Regions from separate parts of the Mus musculus genome. Here region 1 is linked to region 2. Evidence: chromatin contacts called from public Hi-C data. All regions are on one chromosome and are shown on one strand. The core of a region is the stretch at or near the end of the contact, and the rest is flanking DNA. Distances in the headings are between cores, read along the strand shown.

What was found. Hi-C and Micro-C count contacts between places; a contact is called where the count stands out from the background.
Region 1: a contact with region 2 is called in a Hi-C map of the N1E-115 cell line, with 1.9 times the contacts expected there. The contact joins two enhancer-like sites. A contact is called at or near these places in 5 of 484 Hi-C or Micro-C datasets (the N1E-115 cell line, beige adipocytes, embryonic stem cells and 2 more).

What each region holds. Positions count from the first base shown.
Region 1 is chr15:56,277,259-56,280,435 of GRCm38.p6, reverse strand. No RefSeq gene overlaps it. Among named protein-coding and RNA genes, the nearest start is that of Gm41326, 130 kb to the left of the region's middle. Within about 2 kb of position 1,640, at least 66 of the 459 cell types and tissues checked have an H3K27ac peak or open chromatin away from gene starts, as enhancers often do. A contact at or near this core is called in the N1E-115 cell line, where this site is marked.
Region 2 is chr15:56,076,220-56,079,405 of GRCm38.p6, reverse strand. No RefSeq gene overlaps it. Among named protein-coding and RNA genes, the nearest start is that of Gm46516, 150 kb to the right of the region's middle. Within about 2 kb of position 1,470, at least 42 of the 459 cell types and tissues checked have an H3K27ac peak or open chromatin away from gene starts, as enhancers often do. A contact at or near this core is called in the N1E-115 cell line, where this site is marked.

The DNA of each region.
Region 1 (3,177 bases), core at 391-2,890, 200 kb before region 2:
GAAATGTGCATGTGAGAGTTCTAAAGATTATGGAAAGACAGCAAGTCATCTTTATACCATATACACTAATGCTGTATTGTAGACATGCTTCATTTACATATAATGGATGTAACTTCAAGCTCTCACTCCTCTGCCTGTAATCATTTTGATTTAGGGCCCTCATGTTTTTAAAGTGAAGCAAAAATAAAATTAAAACTATAGTATTCTCAAAAAGTCCACAAAACAATATCTGTTGATAATAACTATTATTATCATTATTATTGTATTATCTGTACTCATAAAGGTCAACCATTGGATATGATTTAACTTATCAACATTTTCCTCTGTGTGGTTCACATCCACGCCTTCAAAGGATAAGCCAATGATATCTATTCGTGGTCTACAGAGAGGAAAGTGAAGTTAACTTACATCCAAGAAGAAAGCATGATCAGGACCTTAAATGTTCCTCCGAGGATTGTAAATGTTGGAAGAGTGGCAGCCAGTGTCAGGATCTATTGGGAATCTTAGGAACTTATAGAAGTTAGGTCACTAGGAAGGCCACCTTAAATAAGATGTTAGGACCACAGGCGTCTCTCTTTGATCTTGGCTTTCAGGAAGGAACCAGCCTTGCTGTTCCATATGCTCCATACCATAATATTAGGCCTCAACATTTCCTCCAAATGGTGGAGTCCAGTGACCACCAAATGAAGTCTCTCAAGCAGTGAGCCAAAATAAATCATTTCCCCTTTCAGTTACTTTCTCTGTTATTATGTCATAATGTAACAGTAACACCGAGCTACAAGTTGGGTTTGCCATCTCAACATAAGTAATTACTGCTAGAGATGTGCATTGGCAGTTCAGGGGTGAGTATGAGGTCTATTTGAGAAAAGAGTGAAGTACAAGAACAACTAATTTGATGTTTTTGGTCTCACTGTGGAGAAGGTACAAAAAGTCTACCCTAGAGCTACAAGGTCACACAGGGTCACTTCATGGGGGAGGTTTCAATCCTAAGTCACTCCGTGCTAAGTTGGAGTGGGAAGATTTTGAAATATGATGCACTTCATTTTCTCTTCACCTGCCATTCTTCTTATGAGAGGCATAGATGTGGAAGATTATAGGAACAGAAGTAAGTCAGCACATTCCCCAGTTGTCTGCTCCACTGTCCTGAAAGTTTGCTAAGGGACGGCTTGTGGGTCTCACCTGAAAGTAGCAGCCCCATTCCTGACAGTGTTTTGACTTGATGCATGCTGGCTTCTGAAACTACTGGCTCGAGGTGGTAACAGACCTGTGGTGCCAATATCTGAGGAATACTCTGCCATCAATGCTCACTTATGCCAGGCTCCACTCAGCCCCTTCTTATAACCTATCCTGAGAATGCCACTTGCCTACTGGTGGTTCTTGCTTAAACAGCAAGAGTCCTTGTTTCCTTTTATTTATAATAATGCTTTCTGTTAATCATTACCTCGCTGAAAGTGGATACTTCTGTGAACTCTTCTGTCCTTACCTGTGCTGAAAAAGAAATTAGCCTTACCAGACTCCATGGAAGTCCGATTTAATGAAGGTTACTGAGCAACTCAAAAAACCAGAGTCTCCTGCCCTGGGCTCTCTGCAAGATAAGTGCAGCTGAGAGCTGGCTGGTTTCCAAAGCACTGTGTTAAAGGCCTGGCTTCTCTCTCTGAGGCCTTTCCCAACATCTGTGACTGTAACACATGTGAACGATCTGAGCGTTGCCAGTGTATTTCCTGGCAGGCACAGCACGTGTCAGCTTTATTGCTCATTCAGACTAGGGAATTGAATTGAATGTAACAAATGCTTATTAAAGCACAATTTTGTGTTGGTGTGCTATAGAGAATAACATCTATTGTTATCAAGACAAAAACAACCCTTGAAATTTAAAAGGTATTTCAAATTTTAATAGGAGTTATTAATTGTTATGTTCTATATTTCCCGAACCTTTACATCTACCCATTGTTTCATACCATTTAATTGTTGCAACAATGCTTTTGGGAAACAATTATTTCCATTTTCTTAATTGGAAAACACTGAGACTCAAACATAAAACATGTAATAAGGGAGAACAGTGAGGATTTGGATCTAGTTATGCATGCGAAAAAGCAAGTTCAGCCACTTAATCGTTCAGAAAGCTGGTAACTGCAGCCCAGCTTCCAGCCAGCTCAAAGAACTGATCTTTCAATGGTAGACATCAATCTAATCACAGTGAGTGTCTTCCTCTTTTGAGCAGCTGCCAGAATATAAACAAAGTCATACCATATTATTTCTGCCCTGGGAACCAAGAGATGCTGTCAGGCAGGCAGGAGACATTCACCTTCTGTGAGCCTGGCAAGTCACATGTTTTCTCACACTGACTGGAACTCGGACACAGTGAAATGAAGAGTTCTACAAAACCCAGCATGCTTTCTTCCAAGTAGAAATGCCCAGAAATCTTCCAACTGTACAGTTTTATTGCAGTGCAGAATTGGCTATGAACAGACTTTGAAACTCACGACTCTTTAAATACAGTAGGAAAACTTGACAGTTAGGGGAGAGAAATGATTTCATCAGTTAAACAAAAAAATCTTTCACTAACAAGTCTAATCATCTGGTTCATTAATTTTATTTCAGGTTGTTACAAAGGCACATTTCTTTTCTATTATCACATATTACTACTGTGTGTTTCTTGCTTTCATACTCCATGACAGAGAAATTAAGATGCAGGCATGCATTTCCTGCTTAAGAAAGAGGATACTCATTCAATTAAATAATTAACACTGCAATAAAGCTACTGCTGTCTTTGTCCCTGGCCAAAGACCTAGGAAAGACTGGGAACTACGAATTGCTACCCCTTTCTGACAAAGGACTTTGGTTGTGTAAGCATCTTTTATTCAATGGTTAATCATGAAAATTCATTCTAACAAGGAAAAGCCTCAAAAGACCTCTTTTACACTATATTTTTTAAAAAAATATGACACATACTTTGGCCTTTAGCCTGGATGATCTTATTATTTACATCTGAGAAAAAAATGAAATTTCAACTCAAACTGAATATAAATTCTTAACAGGATTTCTCAGAGTAGTACACAGATTGCCTATAGTTATGCTTTTCTAAGGTGAAATTTTCCTTGAATGGCCCATATAAGTGGTAGACAGGGCAAAGCACAGGCACAATTCAAAACCAACAAGAAAGAAAATCCTTTTCTG
Region 2 (3,186 bases), core at 221-2,720:
ATAATATTGTAATAGAACTCCTTACAAAGATCCTTTTAAATTTTTAATCCAAGACAAAAGGTTCAGCACTTAAAAGTTATGCATTCAAACAACATTAAATGATCCCAACCGGTTACATTTATATTCATTTGCCTTCATGTGTAATAATAATAGTTTAAAAAAAACATGAATTTCTTATGGACAAGAGGCAGGAGGACATAAGAAATATTTGGACAAGGAATGTAATTCCTTAATATTTATGATATAATTATGTTTTAATAAACTAAAAAAGAATATATCTATGTATACATATATACATTTATAGATATATATGTGCAACTTCCTGCTAGAAGGTATTAGCCATGGTGTTCCAGAGCTACCATATTCCTTTACATATTATACACATTCACCAAGCAAAATATAAAGCCTAAATGTCCTTTTGAAATTTCTAACCACCTCCTCAGAACCTTATCCTTCTCCTACCCAGAAGTCAAGTTAAAGCAAGCATGAAAATAAGCCTAAAGATGCCAAGGCTATAACTAGGTCTTGGGGTAGGAAGTGGAGTCTATGATGTCTGGTTTTCAACCTAAAGTTCAGTAGTTTTCCATGCTCGAGTACACTATCTTTCATGTTTTAATAGTTTATAGAACAGAACTTTGCTCACACAGTCTCCAACCTTGACTATTTCAACGATTTACTTAGTCTCAATATTGTTAAGTTATATTCAAATTTTCCTCTTCATTTGGAGATTAAAAAGTGGCCTTATTTTTCTACTCATTTTAGTTAGCATCCATAAATCACCTCCTTTATAACAATTACTAGCCCAGGTATTGAATCTAGCTAGTTCATTAATATGTTTTAAACATTACTAAACAGAAGCATTTCCTTCGCTCAAGACAATGCAAACGTGTCTATCAAGGTAAAACAGAGGTGTTAACTTAATTAAATAATTTAAGTTGTCAGCCATGCAAACAAAGCAAAGGATTTGGGGGTGAGATAACCCAGTGTGATATAGACAGCTACATATGACGATATCTCCCCAGCAATGCCATTCTTATTGTTCGAGCCCTATGTCTTGTGTACACAGTAGAGCATAAGTAATCCAGAGAGAATGGTGAAGGGAGCATATTTTCCAAATGGTACATGATTTTCCAAAAATATGCTGCAGCTAAAATCTCACTCGCATCAAGAGAGGAATAGAGAACACACTGAGCCACCGCTCCGTCCCTTGACTTCCTTTGTGCTCCAAGATTTACCTTGACCATTCCCTTCCTCATTCGGCTGGCTTCAATTACTGCTAGCTTTAGCTTCAGCAGACAACAAAGCATTGAAAACTCAGTTTTCCATTCTTCAAAGTGAGTTACTAGAAAAAGTTAAATGCAAGGCAACAAAGGGCATTTAATCATCAGGATCGCGCCCCTTGCTGTGGTGAAACCACACAGCTTGGCTCCCTTCCAAGGCTAGAATTAATGAATGAGCAAGATTCTCCTGGAAAGCCTGTAACTACTGCCTGCTTAGCCCAGTGAGCCTGCCCCTTTATTGCTTTTGGCATGTCTGCCTGTTACTAATGGATCGGCTCCCCTTGAGAATACACGCGCGTATTCTCACACACACACACACACACACACACACACACACACAGAGAGAGAGAGAGAGAGAGAGAGAGAGAGAGGGAGAGAGAGAGAGAGAGAAAGACAGACAGACACAAAGACAGAGAAACACAGAGACAGTGAGACAAAAACAGACAGAGGCAGACAGAGACAGACAACAGAGACAGAAACAGACAGAGACAGAGAAGAGGCAATACATTAAAAATCCATATTTGTTTCTTCCCTTCATTTTGTAAGAGACTTTCAGGGACTTCCTGTTGCTGAGATAAAAAAGAGTTGGGCATTAACAAGAATACAGCAATTTCTCCTGCTCTCTTTGTTGTCTCTGGAGTACTTGGAACTGTTTTTGTCTTGGACTATAGAGGCTCAGACACCCAATCTTTCCCAAATTTGGACCTCAGTAGTCCCTGTAAATGACCATCATGGACCCCTCTGCCTATTTCATCCATTTCAAAAAGGATGGTCATGTAAATACAGATTGGCTTTTATTTTAGAACTCCCATCTGGAGCACTCCACCTCTCTGGTTCCTATAATGTAAAACAGGTCTGACCCTGCACAGTGACTTGTCTTAGCTGCCATCCAATATCATGCCCTTCTTATGTAAATGTAATTGCAATTTCCTTGTGGAGAGCTCCCTCTTCCCTGTCTAAACATGATTTTACAACTTTAATCGAGTCACTCTGCCCACTGTCAGCCAAAGGACAAGCATAGGACATATCCAGGGAACACAAATGTGCTCCCCAAAATATTGATCTGTGGCAGAATTACGAAAAGTATTAGGCACAGTTAGGTTTCATTCTCTGAGGTAGAAAAGTATTAAGGCAAAGGTATTTCATCAGTTCCTAATGTAAGGAAATCACACTCTGTTCTCACAGCCTCCAACACACACACACACACACACACACACACATCTGTGCAGGCCAAGTCCTCCACTCCCCTTTATAGTCCACAAACAACTTTATTCCTTCCAATAAATTACCTCTTTGCATAAGTTAACCAGAGTCAGTTTCTGTTATATGAAACCAAACAGCTGCATAATAAGCTCAATTTTTCTTAGTTTAATAAAGCTAACTTAAGGATGTACTAACAATGTGGTCCCTGAAGATAGGCTAGGCTCCCACTCCACCAAGAGCACTTTAATAATAAATGCATCTATGTACCTTAGACAACTTTGCAGAGTTTTTTAGCTCCCTTTTCTCCTAGCTTCCTTTCTTCCTCCCTCCTTTCTACATACATACATACATACATACATACATACATACATACATACATACGTATATGTAGAGAGGAAGAAACAACGTATCACACAAAATAAATGCACAACAATGTCATCTCACTCTTGCTCATAACTGAAATGCAGACAACTAAAATGCAAAGATTAACTGAAGGACAATGTAAAATGACTTTCGTTTTCTGGCTCCACTCTGTAACATTTTCAAGTTAGGAAAACACAAAGGAGTATAACTAGATGTTTAACACGGATAAGTGAAGTATTGTGGATATCCGATTTCATTACCCTCAGAGATAATGAGAATGCCAGGTACGCCATCTTGGTCCCCAGTAAATCATCATGAAAGTAAATTAACAAAGCCCCTA